2 separate regions of the Gossypium hirsutum genome follow, and region 1 is linked to region 2. A link is a contact called in public Hi-C data. All regions are on one chromosome and are shown on one strand. The core of a region is the stretch at or near the end of the contact, and the rest is flanking DNA. Distances in the headings are between cores, read along the strand shown. Region 1 holds the start of LOC107914156 (pre-mRNA-processing-splicing factor 8A). Region 2 holds the start of LOC107914518.

Evidence for each region. Hi-C and Micro-C count contacts between places; a contact is called where the count stands out from the background.
Region 1: a Hi-C map of leaf shows a contact between it and region 2, with 4 times the contacts expected there. The contact joins the promoter of LOC107914156 here to the promoter of LOC107914518 in region 2. A contact is called at or near these places in 3 of 34 Hi-C or Micro-C datasets (callus and leaf).

The regions. Positions count from the first base shown.
Region 1 is chrD10:9,362,171-9,369,212 of Gossypium_hirsutum_v2.1, forward strand. It overlaps LOC107914156 (pre-mRNA-processing-splicing factor 8A), which reads right to left and starts at 2,112. Exons shown (of 23, transcript XM_041103055.1): 1 at 1,661-2,112; 2 at 479-695; 3 at 1-355. The coding sequence starts at 1,923.
Region 2 is chrD10:9,150,282-9,157,515 of Gossypium_hirsutum_v2.1, forward strand. LOC107914518 reads left to right here and starts at 4,088. Exons shown (of 2, transcript XM_016843458.2): 1 at 4,088-4,327; 2 at 5,332-5,670. The coding sequence starts at 4,117. The coding sequence ends at 5,477. LOC121222378 (a long non-coding RNA gene) reads left to right here. Exons shown (of 5, transcript XR_005919628.1): 5 at 1-93.

The DNA.
Region 1 (7,042 bases), core at 862-3,361, 210 kb after region 2:
ATGACTCCATGTCAAACAAGTAGAAATAATTACGGTCAATCAAATCAGAAAGCAGCTGTCCAGCAAGCCGGTGCAAAGTAGCCATTATTGGAAGAGATAGATGCCATTTCCTGTAACTTGGACCATTGATAAGCTTTGTTTTGACAAGAGGCTTGTGGTCATAAAACCATGCATGTACGGCAGAATCTTCCTCTTCATCCAGCTCCAACTGAATTGGCTCTAGAGGATCGACATCTAACAAATTATCAGCATAGTCTAACGGAGGTTCCTCATCATCAAATGGTGGAAACCGCATTCTCTTGAAATGTCGACGATCTCTTTTCTCTCTCCGCATCATGATCCACATCGTACCCCACTGTAGAGATGAAGATAACTCAATCAATAACAACAGTAGTATACTACTTCCATGTATAATTGAACTGAGATACAACTCATTTCGGTGTCAGTTTGTTGTATGAGGGGAAGGAAATAAGCATACCTGTGCTAAATAAATTGGTTCAACAACCCATGGTATTTCATTCACAAATGTTATAGCTCCTGTAATATGGTATAAGACCTTCACATCACGAACCTGCTCCCAAGGCATTGGCATATTCTCAAGGAGCTTATAAACTGCATGAGGAATGAATTTAAGGGCCCCAAGATAAACACGTTTATCATGCCGATATTTTTTCGAAGACATGTCTCCATGATCTCTGCCAGGGAGAAAAAAAAGTTAACCATTATTGCATGATGCATATCATGTCAATGGAAGTTCAGAGTACTAGATCCAACAGCAGACAAGTCAGGACCCATCCTAAAAGACTAAGGCAACAAGAAAGAGAAAATAATAATACCATCAGAACATTAAACTATAAATCATCATAAAAAGGGCAAGGGTATATTAACTCAACCAAGAGAGTACCATGCCTTCAATAAAATTCAAAAGAAAAAAATGTTTAAATATTAAAGATTAACTGGTGAAGATAAAACTGATCAAAAATAAAGAAACTTCTTAGCTCAAAAGCCTGCACATCTTGGAAGAATCAGGTATCAAAGGAGAAAATAAATATAGAACACAAGCCATTTTTACAGATACATTTTACAATTTAACTTTCCCTTTACATTCCATTATATAGTGAAGAAGTAACCATGAAGTAAGAACTTCGAACTTCTAAGGGGCAACTTATGAACTGATCCAACCACAAGAACAATAGAACAACCCCTACGGAATACCAGATCATATTGTACAATAGCAACCTACTCAAGCCATTCCTATGCAAACTCAATAAGCAGTCATCTTTTTGATAATTTCCACAAGTAATCATGTCTTCCTCTCCTTCTCTTAAAATGCCCTATGCAAGCTTCATAATATAAGGTTTTCTCTAGTCTTAACAAAACATAAGACATGAAACCAAAAATCTCTCAAATCATAGCAGAAACACGAACCTAAGCGAAGCTTTCCATGTCCAACAAGAAATATAAATAATAGATAAGACCGAAGAACACTCTATATCCTTCAAAATAGGGGGAAATAAGATGAAATTAAAAAAAACCAATGAGAGGAAACTATCTTAACCGACCTAACCAGCTTAGCAATTCTTCAAATAGATAAAACCTCAGCTTAACAATCTTTAATCCAGAAAAAATTATGTAAAAAACGAAAAAATAAAGCTCTCACCTGATAATCTTCCTGACGTGCTCAGGAGGCATGTCCTCCTTCTGCGTCTCGACAAAACCAAACTTCCTTTTATCTCCATATCGCTTAGAGTTAAGCTGCATCCATTTCCGAGCCTTCTCCTCCAGCTTGGCCTCGGCATCCTGTGGCGTACTCTGCGGAGCCAGCACGGTGTACGAAGGTTGAGCAGCTGGAGGCGGCGGGATGGTGGATCCACCAGTTCCCGGTGGCGCAATCTGAGCGCCGTTGTTGTTGTTGCTCCACATGGCAACTTTGGCCGAGAAGCTTCTACCTCAGCCTAAAGAAAGAAATGAAATGAAATTGGAAATTAGGGTTTTAAAGGGGATTTGAGTTTTTTTCTCACTTCCTGTTTTCTTATTTCCTTCCTCTCTGCCCTCTAAGCAAAGACAGACAGTGTGAGAATTTACGAGTAAAGATGAAAGAAAATAGGAATCGGTTGGTTTTATAATTTTAGGGATATAAACGAATGGCGGTGTGAGTGTCACGTGATGTTTTGTGGGCCATTTCTGGCTATAATAGGCCCATGTTTGTTGCTCCAAATTTCTCTGCTGTCCGAAATGGCCCAATCTAGTGCATATTTGTTTGACATGGAGTCAAAAACCCAATCCATACCAAAATAGACTTACAAGTAAATTAATCCATGAATGGATTTTAAGATAAATTCGATATCATTTTTATCTAATGTATCATTGTTCATGTCTCTATGCTTAGATTCAATCCAGCTTTGATACTAACACAAATTATTTCTTTCATCAGTTTTATATAGACGAATAGTTATAACATGAGTCATTTGTTTAATCTAATTCTATAGATTATGAACAATTTAGATTACCTACTAATATAAATTGTTTTCTCATTAGTTTTATAATGGTTCGGCCCAATTGCTTAACTCCACTATCTTGGTATACCTCAACCAAGGATTTCCCAATTTTCTATAAGAATTAATACCTTTCAAGGAGAAGGTATAACATTTACAACACTATATTTTCCTTAAGGCTTAGATAGAATCTTTCAACCTAACTTTTATGGCTAAATTAGAACCCTTTTTAGTTTTTATAACTCAACTAAAACCCTCACAGTTTACAATTGGTGATATGAAAGAAAGTAAACAAAGAAACCTCTATAAGGCATGTATTTAAAAAAAAATAAGCTCTCAAAGAAATGAAATGAGAGTGACAAATAATCTAACAATAAGCTCCCAAAGAATATTTACAAAAGAAATAAAAATAATAAAGATTTGAATATTTCTCTCTTGATCACGATGCTTGGATATCTCTCTTGAGTTTTGAAGTGTTCTTGAAGTGTATTTTTATCAAGGAACAAGTTTGTAGATGTTTATGGTCATTGGAGATGAATTCTGGTAATTGGAAGCATTAATTGTGAGCTTAAAAAATGTCCCTACAATGTATGTCTTGAGACTTGGCAAGATCCCTCGAGACATGGCTGATAAATAGTCATTATATAACTGTTGACAGGCCATGTCTCGAGACAATCTGTCAATTGTCTCGAGACTTGGCAACTCTTGAATCAGTTTTTTACTTTGAAGTTTTCATGTCTCAAGACATATAATCATATACTATATGTCTCGAGACTTGCATGTCATAATCCCTTAAAAACATTTTAAACACCTTAAAACACTTTGATATTAATCTAAAAATATTTACCTAAATTAAAATATTTTTTTGAGTATTTTGCAAGTCTTTGAAAATGTCTCATTAAATTTTTAATCATATTTTCACTAAATGATTTAGGATATAATATATATAATTTGTCTTATATGTTATTATATCAAAAGCTTAGGACATCAAAACTAACAAACCTAACCATGTAATACAACTTGATTTAGTTAAACCTTAAATAATCGATGAGCTAATATTTACTTCACATGTAAAAACCACAAAGAACAATCAACAAAAAAATATTAAATAATCATATGAAACCAATTAAAAGATTACAAGTAAACTATGATGAAATCACTGCAATAATGGCATAAATCCTAACACATAAGGCATAAATCAATTATACTAGTATTTCAAGACCATTAAGTAAAGATCCAGACTTAGGGCTAGTTTGGATGAGCGGTGTGTTTACCTCCAGTGAGGTTAAAAACAGTGGTGGCGGTGAGATTAATTACTGTAACGGTGAGATTGGATACTGTAGCGGTACAATGGTAGAGTGTGTGTTTGGATTCAAACGCAGCTGTAGCGGTGATGTGAGAATAAAAAATGACTATTAAGGACATCATATTAGAATTGATATATAATAGAAGTTATTTAAATTATTTTACTTTTTTAAAATTATTAAAATATGTGAATTTATAAATTCATTTAATAAAATATTAAAATGTATCTTTCAATATTTTAATGAATTATATAATTAATTTAAATTATTTATTAGATAAAATGATAATTATTTTTAATTTTGTTATAGTAACTCTTTTTCTTTTGCTCTCACCCAAGGGTCCAAGGAGATGATTTACTTTCTCCACAAAACATGGTCAATTTACTCCCAAGGGCTTTGGCCAATTCCTCAACTAATCCCTATCAATTTCCAATCAATTAAATTCTTCCTCCTTACATTTAACATACCACTTTACTTTCCTCTACGATTTAATCCATAAGCCATTTAACTATCGCAATTCAATTTAAATTTTAGAAAATTTCCGGTTTCATGTTTAATTAATAAATAAAAGTATCATTTAACTTCATCCCTAATATGACACAAATTACGATAAATGGAAATTTTGGATTATATTATTTGCTTTTTTTTAGTATTATTATTCCTACTATATTTTTCTCTCAGGTGTTTTTTTGAGTAATGAAATATTAGAGTAAGAATTATATGAAATAGAGATATTATCTCTTTATTATAGTTTAATATTATATTAATATTTTTATCCTAAATTTTATGATTTTTATTTTTATTTAATTTTTTCCAAAATAAAAATATGATTAAACTCATCCATTCCAACTCATTCTTCTTCATGTTCTTTTCTTCTCTGAATACCCGTTCATGCCTTCTTATTTTTTCCAGTTTGTGAAACTAATGCCTAATAATTTAAGCCAAAATTAGGGAAAAAAATATAGACCAAGTAATAACATCACTGCTAGATTAAATTCATTCTCTTCTTCAGTGTAATTTCTGAAACTAGAATCTGTATCTTCTTTTAACTTCCTTGAGAATCCCCATATCTTCTTTTCAACTTTTTCATCTCACTTTCTTTAAACACAACCCTTAAAAGTCACCTAACACCTTTTCAATTTGCTCTTATTTTTATTTTAGATTCAAAATAACAGCCGACCACCATGGATGTAAGTTGTGTTTCTCTTCTTGTTTGAATTTCTTCTTTAAAGCTAAATCTAAGGTGGGATTTTTCTTGTTTTGCCTGTTTAACTAGGATTATAATTGCAAGAGAAGTGGGCAAATTCCAGCATTTGGAGACTGGGATCATGCAAATGAATTGCCCATAACTCAGTACTTTAGATCTGCTCGTGAAGCTGGTTTGATTCGTTTCAGCTCTTCATCAGCAAAACCCAAACATTATCTTACTGTTGATTTGAAAACCAAACATCCTCGTAATCATGTTCCTGTTAGAAAGGTTAGCTAGCTCTTCTTCTTCTTCTAAGAATCTTGCTGAATTTGAGATAAGAGAATGAATGGGGTTTGGTATAATATTTAGGGTATTATTGTCTTCTAAAAATGTCTACTGCCCTACTGGAACTTTTACCGGTCAGCTTAAGGCTGTCCAGTGCAGTAGAAACTCCTCACTGTGCTGGAAGCCAACACATCCAAAGGCTGTCCACAGTCCAGTGCAATGAGATTAATAATAAAGGGGAAAAAATTCAACGCACTGTTGTGCGTTGGCATCCAAAGGAGCCCTTAAAGTCTTACCAATTACAGGCTCAGCCACCCATAACTTACAACTGCACTGACAATGCTAGGACATGCTTAAAGATACGATGAAATTTCTATTATAACCTATGCAAATAAAACAGCAAAACAATAAATGGTCCCAAGGAACAATTGAGATCCAAAAGTGCAGATACTGCTACAAAGGTGGAACTGACCCCGTCCCCTGAACATATATAGAGCCTATTAACGCAAAGCAGTACGAGTAGGTATCGTCCCTATATTTTGGAACATGGATCTTCTTCTTCCATTTTCCTTATGGACTACCAACCCACCAAATGATCAAGCTAATAGATCATAGCTTCATTTCTATTCCTTACCTTGAATGAAGCTGCCTAGTTTAGTTTAGTTTAGTCTCTCCATTAAAGAGGTATTTACCTTTTCACCCCCCTTCTTTCTCGAATTCCCCATCCTTAATTGATAGTTCCACCAACCTCAAACTTTCATAATTTCTTAAACAACTAAGTTGGTGTCGCATTAGTTCTCACTTTCTAGCAAGCCCAAGGTATTCCTCCTTTCTTACCTTCTCTTTGGATACTTTCTTTACCAACAGAAGGGTCTTCACTATTTTCCTATAACTTGTTTCTTGTACCTCAACCTCTTTTAACATTTTTTTACTCTCCTTTAACTAATCGGTTTTGAAGAAGGAATAAAATGAACTTTTTGTCTCTTAGGCCAACCTTACCAAGGAAGCTCCAAATTCCAGGCTTCACTTCACCGGTGCTCTTCTCAAATCAAATAATAAGAGCCTTGGAGTTTACAAAGCCTTCCTTGTTGGGAAAAATTTGGTTCAAAAACAATTTCTTAAGAAAAAAATTTGATTCGAAAACAATTTTCTTACATTGCAGAAAAATAAAATTTTGAAAATTGAGTTGGTTTGTGATATTTATGGTAATAAACTTTTCCAGAAATTACACCTGTGTTTTGGGCTAAACGATCCTTGTTGTTCTCGACTTTCAACCGAACAACTTTCTCCTCTATTCTCGTACCACAAACTACTTTGAGCATGGATTCGAACAAAATCGAATCAAACATAGAACCAAAATTTATTTTCTTTACTTTTAGTGGGAAAGTAAATCTCTCTCATAATAGAAATTGGTAAAATTGTTATTCCTAGAAAATATAATTTACTCTAGAAAATAATTTTTCACTACTTTTTGGGAAAAATAACAATATTTCAAAGTTGTATGTAACTTCTTCAGTCTTGTTAGCCCTATTGGTGCCATCTATTTATAGGGAGAGGAAGTGAAACCCTAGTTGAATTAATAGAAATATTTAATGGCTATTAAATAGAAAAACAACTTTCTAGTTGAACTAGGGGAGAGAGAGATGGCAACCTAGTTAAATATATTAGGGTTTGTCGTCTCTTGTATTCAATATGAGGGGCTTTTGGGCCTATCCCATATCGGATCCAATTATAAATGCTTCTTGGACTTTTAACCTATTACTTTATAA
Region 2 (7,234 bases), core at 2,838-5,337:
ATAATATGTTTTGATATAACAAATTAAAATGGTTTTGAATAAAACTTAAAGTTGAACAAATTTAGCAAAATGATAAAATCAAGTTAAAATGGTTTCAATTGAGGTAAAAATTTTCAATCAAGTTAAAACTATTTTAAAACAAGTCAGTATTGCTCCAGGCCAAAAAGTATCAAGTATCGGTAGTTTTCAAAATATCAATACCTTTTCAAAAAGTATCGATACCTTTTACCAAGTATTGATAAATTGTCTTTGGTATAGTTGTAAACTAACTTTAACGATCACTGAATCAAACATTAAATTTAATTATAGTAGGTAAATTTAATGATTTGATATTTTCATCCCAATGACTCTATTCATGTTTCCAACAATCACAATGGTTGAAAATGAATTATAGGGTATAAATATCATCTTCTAAAGGTCCTATAACAACAAAAGAGATAATCAAACCAAAAGATCAATCAATACAACCTTAATGCTTAATTCTTTCATACTTTTATTGTACACACTTGTGAGCCTTCATTGTTATTCTTTAGCTCAAGTGTGTTCTTGTTTATTTGTGCTTAATTGGAAAACATTTTGATCTTGTAAAGATAACTTCTTAGTTTACTATCTGTATTTACTCTTTGAGAGGGTTAAGTCTTAAGGTTTGGGTAGAAACCTTAAAGGAGTTGCAATATTAAGATTTTGGGTAGAAATCTTAAGGGAGATTGTAAGGTTAAACATTGTCTTCAAAGGTTATTAAATTAGTAAATTTGGGAAAATCCTTAATTGTTGAAAGCTAAGGTAGTGGAGTAGGTAATTGGGGCCGAACCACTATAAATTAAAGTTTTTATTGTCTCTATGCTTTTCTTGGCAACCAAAAATTTTTAAGAGGCCAATTCACCCCCTTCTTGGTGATTTCGAGTTGAATTATTGAGCTAACAAAATCAATTTTTGTTTGCACCGTCAACTAGTACTAGTTGTTCGCCTACAGGTTTGGATCGTGTTACCACATGTGTTCTCGTGGTATACCCTCGTTTCATGCCCAAGTCGCATAGTGTCTTATCATCTCATTTGGGTACTCAAGTTTTAGTATCTCCTGTTACACGTCTTAATTAGTCATCACGGTGTTCTCTTGCTTCTTCTTTTTCGGCTACTAGTCCGTTTACAGAGATTGGTGGTATTGCACATGATGATGGGTTTAGTTTGTGTTCACTTACACCTGAAGTTCTAACTCTTGTTGTTCTATTCTTTTATTACCGCTAGTTCTTCCCATCAATACTCATCATATGGTTACCTGGTCGAAAGTAGGTGTTTTTAAACCAAAGGTCTTGACTGTTGAGCTTGATGAACGTGAACCTTACAATATTGAAGAGGCCTTTGTTAGTAATGAATAGAGGAAAGTTGCTCACAAGGAATATGATGCCTTGATCTGCAACAATACTTGGACTTTAGTTCCATTACCTCTGGGTCGCAAAGCTATTGGCTGTAAGTGGATATTTAAGGTGAAATGCAATTCTGATGGTACCGTGGCTCGACGAAAGGGGAGATTAGTTGGAAAAAGGTGTTATCAAGTTTCTGGCTGTGATTTTTGGGAAACATTTAGTCCAATGGTTAAACTGACTACGATTCGTACTATTCTTTCTGTTGTTGTTACAAACCGCTAGCAGTTGCGTTAAATGGATGTGAACAACGCTTTTCTTAATGGTGATTTAACTGAAGAGGTATACATGCAACAACCTCTTGTTTTTTGTTTGAATAAAGTTTTGTATGGGTTATGATAGGCTCTAAAAGCGTGGTTTGACAAGTTGAAGACATTTCTTATTTCCATTGTGTTTGCGTTTTCTAAATCTGATGCTTCTTTGTTTGTTTGGGTTATCGACACATGTCGTATGTATGTATTGGTTTATGTGGATGATATAATTATTACTGGTAACTTAGATACAAAAATTGATGAGTTTGTTAGTATGATGCATATTGAGTTTTCACACAAAGATATAAGATTTCTTTATTATTTCTTAGGCACTAAAGTTGCTCATCTCGATAGTGGTGGGCTACATCTAAGTCAGTGGAAGTATGTACTTAATTTGCTAGAGAGATGCCGTATGGAGAATGCAAAAGGAGGTTCTATGCCTATGGTTAGTTCTTGTTAGTTGTCTAAACATATGAGAGGATCACTTGAAAATCTGCATGAGTATCGAAGCATTGCTAGGGAATTACAATATGTGGTTCTCACTTATCCTGACATTGCTTATGCTGTCAACCACATTTGTCAGTTCATGCATGCCCTAACTGATGTTCATTATGTTGCGACTAAACAAATTTTGCATTATCTTTATAACACTATTGATTATGGTATACAAATACAACCTTTTGACAAGTTATCTTTGGTTGTATATGCTGATGCGAATTGGGGTCTTGATTTTGATGATTGTCGATCCACAACTGGGTATTGTGTGTTTTTTGGTAGTAATATCGTCTCTTAGTGTTCTAAAAAGCAGCAAGTTGTGTCTTGATGATAACAAAAGCCGAATATAGGAGTATTGCTGCTACTGCTGATGTTACATGGCTTGAGTCATTGTTGAGTGAGCTTCGCATGGTTTCAAATGACAAATCTGCTATTTGGTGTGACAATTCAAATGTCATTGCTGTTTTAGCCAATTCAGTTCTTTATTTGAAATTCAAACACGTCGAGCTTGATTTGTTCTTTGCTCGTGAGAAAGTTGCTTACGAAAGAATTGTTGTAAGTGAAGTTCCAGTGCCTTGATCAAGTTGCTGACATACTTACCAAGTCGTATCCTCCACATTTTTTTTCAATTGTAGAGTAAACTTGGTGTTACAAGACGTGAGTGATGGGTGAATATTAGAGTAACTAAGAGTCAGTTGGAGTAGTTAGTTTGATTAGAAGTTAGTCTGCTTAGGATTTGTTAGCAGTAGTTGCTGCTATTCTTCTTTGTATAAAGCATGTTATTCATAGTTTGAGCAGTACTAAATATGCTATTCTTCTTTGTATAAAGCATGTTCTAAAAAGCATGGACTAAATATGTTATTCAATTAATAGAAGGTTGTTATGCTCAAGTAGGTCCCTCATCGTCTTGAGGGCATGTTTACACTTAAAAGAATGTTCATCCTTAAAGCAGGTGCCTGGCCATTTTCAAGGGAATGAAGGGTTGGTACTCCTTTGATCCTGGCAAATGGTCCAACTAAACCTCTTTTCAAGTTGAGTCAACGTGAAGGTCAACATTTTGAGTTGCTGATTATGTGTCCTTTTATAAACAACTATAATTAAATTAAGGCCTTAATGGTGAAATGAAGATTGAATTACTTGAATACAAATAAATTTAAATAAATTGTTGAAGCTTTACATGGATGAGACTAATTTAACTCAAATTAATTTACTCGCATATAATTTACGTATACATAATTTGAACTTAAAATTTTAAAATTTCTAAAAGTTGAAAGTTTTCGTTAAGCCAAGATTTTGAATTTAAGATTTGAATAACTTAAATTCAAATAAATTATTGGTGATATCAAATTTTAATTAAAAATTAATAAATCGATCACTTTTCAAAATAAAATTCGAAATTTGTAATTATTATACTAAGAATCCATTTTTCAAATTGTCAAAAAGGTTATAAATTTCTTATGTTAATCCAATATTACCTGATATATATATATATATATGAATTAAGATATGAATGATTAGATGGAATAAATACATTATAATTTAAATAAAAATATTGCCCAATTAGATCTTTTACAAAGAAGACTTCAATAAGTCTATAAAACTAAGCATAATTTAAATAAATGGATAAATATATTTAGTACATTTGAATTCATATTTTTCTACACTTATAGTAGTATCGATACGAGTTAAATTAAAATTGAGTCGATTGTTAAAAATAATTTATGTAAAATTTCACTCACCATCTAAAATCTTGTGAGCCATTTAATTGAATTTTCAAATCAACCCCTCCTTTAATTTTAAAAAAATACTTTAAAAATTAAAACTCCCCACAAAAACGAGAGTACCAAATTGGTAGGCCCAATTTCAGATGAGAAAAATGAAATTAGCCTTATAGTCCAAGCCCACTACTATATAAACGATAATTTGGGGAGTTTAAGTGAGTTGGTTGCATGGATACCAGAAAAATGGAAATGCTCACCCCTTTCGCACCTTCACCCCACCACTCTTATTCCTTTTCCAAATCTTTGATCTTTCCCCCCAGGTTTCATCCCCTCTCTCCCTCCCTCCCCGTCCGCCTCCGTTCCTTTTCCCCTACCCGCCCTCCACGTTGTCTCTCTGCCGGCTCCCCTCCACCTTCTCCGCCTGACTCTGACCCCCCAGGTTTCCACCTTTTTTTCTCTTTTTTTTTTTTAACTTTTGCTGATTGTGTGTTCATGCGATTGGAGTTGGATTTGGATTAATTTCTTTGATTTTTTCTTGTGTGTGTGAATAATTATGGAAAATTTAGACTTTGGATATTTTCCGCTCATATTTTGTCTTTTCTTTCTAGTTGTCAAGTTGTTTTCTTTTCTTCTTCCTTTAAAATTCAGTCTTGAAATTGCAAATATGTTAGTTGTAAGTTCAGAAGCTTAGTGTAGCAATTAATAGTTGCTTTCTCTCTTTATTTTCTTTTTTCTGGATTAAGAATCAAAAAAGGAAAAGAAAATTTTAGATTACCAGTAACATTTCTGGCTCTTCAAAAGTGGATGAGTGTTTTGTTTGTTACTGTTTTCCATAATTAACACCCAAGTGAACATAGTAGATTAGTAGTGTATTTTTTAACAAGAACTGGTACTTAATTTTACACATCATCCGTTAATGCATCATTGGAGTAAAAGCAACTGTTTAGAACCATTGTTACTTGGAATGCGGATTGGTCTGGTACGAGGAATGAAAACTAGAACCAATTCACAATTCGATAGGGCAGTCTTCTTTGTTTCCTTAGTAGGAACGAAATATGATTTATTGAATGTAAAACTTTTCTTTTGGGAATTTTTATATAGTTTTGTGTTATCATAAGTAAAATTTGAAGCTTGTGATTTGTTTCTTTTATTCGATGATTTTTATAATAGATTATATGTTAATGGGATCACGAATGTGTGTACCAATTTGAAAGTTGCTATGGAGATGGTGATTTTTGGTGATAGAGATCAGAAATATCTGTCGTGACAATGTAATGCTACCAAAGGGCGGTATTAAAAGACCCATATTTTTTTCATTGCATATAATTAGCTAAATTTGACTCTTTCTTGTTTGCTTGTTGTATTTGAAGTCAAGATTCCATTGAAACTGCTTTGAAGGCAACCAGTTCTGGTATTCTTATGATCCTTTTGTCTGTGGAACAGGATTAGAGGGAAAGTTGTCTAGATTTCAGGATCGTGCACGGATCTTCTTTGCTGTTCTTTTCTGGATGTCTCTGTTTTTCTGGTCTTCTTCATGGGATGGGAGGAATACTGGTAAACCTAACAAAGGATCTCGATTTAGAAGATAACCTAGTAAGAAATTTGGTTCTGTATATAAATATCAGACTCAGATAGATTAGTACCAGAAATACGCGAAGAAAATTAAAATATAGGTAAAGAACTTGTACTTTGTTTTCTTTCATTTCCAATTAGCTTTTGTTATATTAGGGAAACATATTCTTGTAACATCTTATGGAATCAAATATCAAGGTTTTCCATTTACCTTCTGGGAGGTAGATAAAAGTGAGATGCCACACAATGTAATCGTTCCTAATTACATATGTTTGTCATGGATAGGTAATTATTGTAATTAGTGAGTCCCATCGAATTGAGTATAATTGTAGCACCCCAATTACTTGCTTCATTTCTTAGGAGATGCTGAGAATTGGAGGAACTATGCAAGTAATTAGTCTTGATGACTTTCATACTTTAGCTTTTTTATTTCTTTAAGATGTAGTTACACTCTACTAGCCAAACACATATAGAGAGTTATAATTCTTTGTAATTACAAGAGGGTGTTATTACTACTGTAGTAATAACACTTTCTTGCAATCACTCTATGGTGTCACAACACACCTTTAACTTGCTTTTTTTGTTGCCTACATTCATAGTTAACTCTTTTTTGTCTAGTACCTAATTAGATATCATTAGAGTAATTTGATACTACCAGTCGGCTACGTTTTGAATGCATGAATTGCATGTTTATCACTACTTGTTCCCTTCTGTGCATGGTTTAGATGCTAGCCAATTAGATTATGATTGAGGTTTTATTTCTTCTATTTGTTGGATTATTGATTAGCGAACAAGGTCATGAATTATGACATAAGGGCATTTCTTAACAAGGGTGTGGGTTCTCTTTATGATACAAAGATTGATAACCTATGTTTTTGCAGTGATTTTGTATATTAAAGCCTCTAACAGATTATATTATTCTTTTTCAATTCCTGCACTTTGTCTATGTTAACCTGATAAATCACTAACAACCAAGGTCATGAACTGTGACATTTGAATCTTTGTGGTATGTATATTGGTGTGAATTTGGGAGAGGTCATATATATTCACCCTTGGTGGTTCTCAGGCCATGATAGTGTAAGTTTAAATGTCACAGGTATCCAATATTTGATAAAATGGCCATATTAGACAGGTATGTAACGTAAAAGAATGCTGCATGTTTCTAACTGGGTTTTTCTTTAAAAATATTGTTCTCTTGTATGATATTACAGTATCGCTGCTAATTAGTTGATGATTTTGAGCATCAATAAGGCCCAAATTCTGTAGTAGCTTCATCAAAGAAGGTAAAGCTTGGCTTAGTGTGACTGTGAATTTGGAGAATTAGCTTCCATTTTAGTCTATGTAAAAGATGGATTCAACTTAGTTGGCACTATATGGAAGCAGGTTTAAATTTTCTTCAGTAATCAGAAATAGGCAGAGATATGAGAAGTTATGGAAGTGAAAACATGGTGAAGTGGCAGTATGATGTCCACAACGTGATTTGGGAGTATTATCAGGGAAAAAATAGCTGGTTTTCCATGGTTGAGATTTGTGGCTTCTATTTGCCTTTCAACTTACAAAGTATCTTAACCAAAATGCTTGGTTAAAATCAATGGCTGACAGTCTTTTATCCATGCATGGGAACGAAATTATATATAAGATCATTATTTGATACATTACTGAAAGAGTTTTTAGGAGGTAATAAAAAAAATTATAAGAATAAAAATAACCTTTTAAGAATAAAGATACCATATTTTAAAAAAAAAAATGTGATTAAAATAATTTAAATTTTCGA